Regions from separate parts of the Mus musculus genome. Here region 2 is linked to region 1. A link is a contact called in public HiChIP or PLAC-seq data. All regions are on one chromosome and are shown on one strand. The core of a region is the stretch at or near the end of the contact, and the rest is flanking DNA. Distances in the headings are between cores, read along the strand shown.

Evidence for each region. HiChIP or PLAC-seq counts read pairs in DNA pulled down with a chosen protein or histone mark.
Region 2: an HNF4G HiChIP or PLAC-seq map of pancreatic cancer cells shows a contact between it and region 1. The contact joins the promoter of Celsr1 here to the promoter of Cdpf1 in region 1. A contact is called at or near these places in 7 of 39 promoter capture datasets (the 3T3-L1 cell line, the C10 cell line, cranial neural crest and 4 more), 5 of 484 Hi-C or Micro-C datasets (CD4 T cells, Th1 cells, embryonic stem cells and 2 more), 4 of 115 datasets of contacts at active chromatin or transcription factors (embryonic stem cells, extraembryonic endoderm stem cells and pancreatic cancer cells) and 3 of 9 other capture datasets (adipose tissue, liver and pancreatic islet).

What each region holds. Positions count from the first base shown.
Region 1 is chr15:85,810,371-85,813,204 of GRCm38.p6, forward strand. It overlaps Cdpf1 (cysteine rich, DPF motif domain containing 1), which reads right to left and starts at 1,327. Exons shown (of 5, transcript NM_197998.2): 1 at 1,269-1,327; 2 at 532-678.
Region 2 is chr15:86,032,487-86,035,186 of GRCm38.p6, forward strand. It overlaps Celsr1 (cadherin, EGF LAG seven-pass G-type receptor 1), which reads right to left and starts at 1,291. Exons shown (of 35, transcript NM_009886.2): 1 at 1-1,291. The coding sequence starts at 1,284. Gm34764 (a long non-coding RNA gene) reads left to right here and starts at 1,767. Exons shown (of 3, transcript XR_384307.4): 1 at 1,767-2,081.

The DNA of each region.
Region 1 (2,834 bases), core at 77-2,576:
GTGGCTCTGTGCCTATTTTGGTCCTTGGCAGCAAAGCTGTTTCTTTGCTCTTCCTTGTGGTCTCAATCTGAGTTATAAACTGGGGTTTGTTGGTAAGGTGGTAAAGGTAAAGGCAGCATTGTGGACACGTATGCTTGGCTTGTGCTGCTTGGTGCTGAATCAACCCAGTAAGTGAAGTGGGTTTGCCTTTCCTGTTCTTCTGCTACACTGGCTACGCATTTACTTGTGCTTAGGTGTACTGGCCTCTCTGATACTATTTAAGGACAGATTCACGTGCCTCCTGCCGCCTCCCTTCACTGGACGCAAGAATCTGCTCTTGCCATAGAGCATACTTTCCTGCCCTACCAAAGTTAGTCTGAAACTTTGGTCCCCTTGAAAGATCCAGGCAGATGAATTTATACAGCAATCACAGCCTTTCCCAGGTCAGTTTACAGGAAAGTTATAAAGACTTCAGTTCTGTCCTTCGTCTTACCCATCAGCACCCAGGGCATGCTGGAAAAAAGCCCACGGTGGGTGTTTCTATTGGCTCACCAGGAGGTTGGGGTGGGGAGGTGTATCCTAGTCCACTTGATAAGGCTGCATTCTTAACTGTTTGATGGCACTTCTATATTCAAGGCCTTGGAGGCCCCGCCTCTCCGTAAATTGCTGGGTCAGTGGTCTGATGGCAACAGCAGCTGTCTGATGAGTTCGAGAAAACGCGATTCTTGGATTTGTATCGAGCTGTATCGGAATTCCTACTAGCCTTTCAAAGTTCCCATCCCCAGCTCCAGCCCCAGCTGCGCGCCCGCCTCTAACCCTTTGCGTCCTACAGAACCGAGCTTTGGAGCCAGAAAGGAGCATATGTGCGCCTTGGAAACTGACAGATGTCCCGACTGACGTCTAAAACGGAAATTCTATTTTGGGTGTGCGCGAACCTAGCTAGTGGTATCTTAATTCGCACGTCACAGGCCCTCGCCGAGGCTGCTGGGCGCGCTGCCCTTGCAGCAGGTGACAGTCAGGAGACAGTCCCAGGATAGTGGGACTCCGCCAGAGCCTCCTCCTCCCGCTCTGAGTCTCCCCAGGTCAACAGGGCTCCGCCTGGCGACCATATACACCACGGTCCGAGCCACCCGCGCACAGCCCTCCCCGTGCTGGGTGTCTAACGCCTCCCCCACCCCCACCCCTCGGCTTCCAGAGGCACCGAGGACAGATCCAGCGAGCCGGAACACAGAGGGGACATTTCCAGCTAGCCACGCGCGTTCCTGCAGCACACTGCCCCGCAAACTCACCACCTCCCCTCCGGGACCCCCAGAGCGCCTGCGTGGCCCGCCCACAGTACTAGTTCCGCCTCACTGCGCCTGCGCGGCTCCGCCCTAGCTCCTCTGAGGCTCCGCCCTCGATCCATGGCATTTGTGCAGCCCAATCTCATCACCCGCTGAAGCTCCGCCACACTACCGGTTTCCCCCGGTTTGCCTCATGGCGCCTAAGCAACTCCACTCTGTCCCAGCCTCCTTAAGCAAGAAAAGCCAAAAGAGCGTCCTTGCCGGGGTAGAGCTTTACTGTCGCTTCCGTTTCCGCTGCTAGCTTATAGTGATTGTGGGTCGCGGCTGGAGAGCTCTCTGGGCTTCAGAAAAAAAAAACATATTCTACCTAAATCTTGCCTGGTGCACCAATGAATGTACTGGGGTTATTTTCTGGGAGAAGGGACTCAGGCAACTGCAACGTTGAAAAGTCTACCCAGTGGGAGTGATGGCCTACGAGCTGTCTCTGGGACTTTGCACGATTTGGAAGTAGTTCCACCTATCTCCTGCAGCAGTTGCTCACGGTTTTGGGAAAGGGGCTTTATGGATATTCTTAACTTAGTTAAGTTTAGTGAGCTTTCTGATTCTTGTACGTCCTGATCTGCCTCCAGGAGGGAATGTTTCCATCTACAAGAAAAGCCTATATAACACTTAACTTCTTCTTGTGACTCTTATTTACCCCTCCTGGCTAATGTTCCCTGAACCTTGGAAGGAGTTACATAGAAATCTAATTCTTTTCTTACATTCTGGCTGGGCATTGGACCACTATGCCATGGGGGTAGGCATTGGTTCACAGTTATTTAACTGGTTTTGAGTCTCCTCAGTAACTACCACAGTTTGTCAAGATGAAATTTCCTCCACACCTGAGGCAGATAGCAGCAGTAATCTATGGGTAAGAAATACAAGTATTTAGAAGGAATGTCTGTTCATTTAACAAAACAATTACAGTACTGTCCCCACTGGAGCCTATGACCACCAGCCACAAGTTTTTGCACAGGTTTATAAGGCCAAACATAGGTTCCCTCCTGTGAAGCCTCAAATCCAACCAGAAAGTGTTGTCAACATCAGTACTGGCTTACCACTATTGCACCAGGAGACATACTTTGCCTGGCACAGTGACATAATAGAATCCATAACTAAGTAGGATCCTTGGCAATAATTCTCCCTCAGCAGCCTGGACTCCCTCAGCAGTTTTAGCCTGACTTCTCCATATCCTGCAATATATAAGTATTTTCATTTAATTTTGGCATGCAGACAACAATAGTGGAAATTGCCTTTCTAGTTTCTGGGACTTAAAGGGTTTTCTTAGCTAGCAACTCATAGGGACATAGCCTGCCTTTAACGGTGTGGGCTTTCTTTTCTTTTCTTCTTTCTTTCTTTCTTTCTTTCTTTCTTTCTTTCTCTCTCTCTTTCTCTCTTTCTTCCTTCCTTTCTCTCTTCCTTTCTTTTAGATTTGTTTGTTTGTTATATGAGTACACTGTCACTTGCTTCACACACATCAGAAGAGGGCATCAGATCCCATTATAGATGATTGTGAGCCACCATGTAGTTGCT
Region 2 (2,700 bases), core at 41-2,540, 220 kb after region 1:
AGCCCGTGTGCGCACGACACCTGATCGTGCGTCTATCTCAAAGACACCACCTGCGCCCTCCAGCAGACGATAGCGCATGTTTGCGTTGGAAGGGGCATCCCCGTCGGTGGCACGGATGGTCAGAACCTCATAGCCCACCTCCAGGTTTTCTCGAATTCGCTCTCGATACTCAGACTGCTCAAAGACTGGGCTGTGGTCGTTAGTGTCACTGACAGTTACGGTGAGGTAGGTGGCAGCTGAGCGCCTCGGGGAGCCGTGGTCCACAGCACTAACTTTGAGTACATGAGTGTCCTTGGTCTCCCGGTCCAGGGAGCGGGCTGTGGTCACTGCACCCGTGGCGGCATCGATGAGGAAGTAGCCATTAGAGCGCTCATCGAACAGCGCCTCCATCTGGTAGCTAAGGCGTCCTGCATCGCCTTCGTCTGGGTCGTGCGCGCGCAGTTCGATGACCGCAGTGCCCGCAGGCTCATTCTCAGGCACTGACACCTGGTAGCTGGGCAGCGGGAACTGCGGGCTCGTGCTGCTGCCCGTGCCCCGCCTAGACCGTCGCACCACCCCCGCCCGAGGTTGGGACAGGTTAAGCAACGATGGCGACACCGAGGGCGACTCTGAGGGCGTCCCAGAGGTCGCCTCTATTACCAGCTCTACCCAAACGGCGCCTGCCGCGCGTCCCAGGGCGCACACCAGACGCAGCTCAGCTGAACCTCCTGGCCGCAGGCAAATGGGTCCGCGCCTGCAGCCGGTCCCGGCGACCGGCGGGCAGCTGCAGGCGGGGAAGTTGGTGATGGCCTCAAGCACCGAAGTCAGCGAGGCTGCGCCGCCGCCTGCGGCCGGGAAGCAGAGCGCATCTCCAAGTCCAGGAACTGAGCGGACGGCCGGAGAGCGCAGCTCTGCACCGCGGGCCGAGCGGCGCAACAGCCGGACCCCACAGCGGGCACCATAGGCGCGTGCCCTTAGTACCAAGCTCGGGGCCGTCGGGGCGCCGCGGGCGACCAGCCGGACCTGCAGCGGCAGCAGCCTCCCGGCCAAGCGGGCACAGCCCAGAGTCCCCGCGCCAAGCCCAAGCCTCCGACCGGCTGCTGGCCCCTCGCGGCTCACGTCCAGCAGCTCCCGAGGCGTGCGCGTGGTGTCCAACCTGTAGCTCCAGCCGGGTCCGAGAGCGAAGGCGCGGGCCCCGCCAGGCACCCGCAGCTCCCAAGCGGCTGCTCCCAACTCCAGGGCTGGCAGGGCGGCGGCGGCCAGCAACACCAGCGCGGGCAGCACGCGCGGCGATGACGGCGCCATGGCCCGGAGCCGCAGCCCGAGCCGGGCGCCGGAGCACAATCCATGCACCCGGCGCACCTCCGCATCCACCCGGCGCGGCCGGGGGGCGGCTCCCGCGCGCCCAGCGCCGGGCCCTCGGGGCGGCCCGCGCTCTGCCTCCCCGGGGGCCCTGGCGAGGACACCGGGGGCCGCGCGCCCGGCCTCCCGCTCAGCTTCCACTTCGAGAGCACTTTGCGAAAGTTTGCCAAGTTGGTTTCAAGATGGCTCCTCCGTGCGTCCCGGGAGGGCGCCGCGCATCAACCTGCAGCAGCGCCGGCTCCAGGCGGCTCCAGGTGGCCCCAGCACCGACTCTGCTGGGCGGGCGTGGGAAGCTGGGCGGGCCCGGGGCGGGGCGGGGGCTGCGATCACCACACCGCCCGCAGACCCTGGCGACGGATTGCTGGCTAGGCGGTGTGCTTTGCCAGCGCCCCCGCCACTCTCTCTCTCTCCCCGCCCCCGGCCCCGCCCCGCCCCCTCCCAGTGGCTCATTGTTCAGCCCTGGGAGGGGGAGGATGATGGGGAGGGAGCCAGCCAGGAGGTGCGCGCCCCGATGATCTCCATGGAGACGTGGGGGCGCGGCCCTAGCGGGGCCTGGCCTCCAGCCCCTTCCCTTTCGGTCTTGGCACCCAACATCCGCAGAGGACCGGGCCCTGGGAGCGTGGCGCTCAACTACTGCTCTAGAGTCCCGGGCCGCGGCTGCTAAAGAGTCCCTCGTACAGTTTCCTCTGGGCCGAGTGCTGTTCAATCCTCGCATTGCACCTGATAGTGCAGATCTATGAGTAAGCCACCCCTGGCGTCGAGAGAGTTAGATCTAGAGTTCCAAGATACAGAGGTGCTAGAAAACTTCGGTAGAGTCGTGGCGGTGGCAGGGGACTGGGAGACTGTTAGACTCCAGCCTCGCGGGAGCTCAAATGCTTAACTCCAAGGAGTTCCTTGGATTTTGAAATCTCATGGGCAGTTAACCGGATTCGGGTTCCACTTTGTTTAAAGTGCAACATTTAAATTGGAAAGAAAAATAATGTAGTTTGGAGGTGACAGTGGGAGGGGCCTTGTTCCCCAGAACATGCTGTGGGGCCTGAACATTGGTGGAGGAGACCGTCTGTCACCAAACCCCTAGTTACTGCCCATCAGGGGACAAGCAAACACTGAGGGGGCAGGATCCGTGAGAACCTGGGGAAAACCAGAAGGGGGCTGGAGAATCACTCTCGCCCTGCGTGAAAGGGTGGGGCGTGGCTTCAGAGCCGCAAGACCGAGCCTAGATTCCAAAGGAGCACACCTTAAAGGCGGTGCTTCCGAACTAGGGAGGGGAGAGGCGGACCTTTGCAACATTTTCCCCACCTCCTTGAAAGGGGCCCAAGCCCACTGCAGCCTCAGTCACGCATGGACACACTGGGCAGG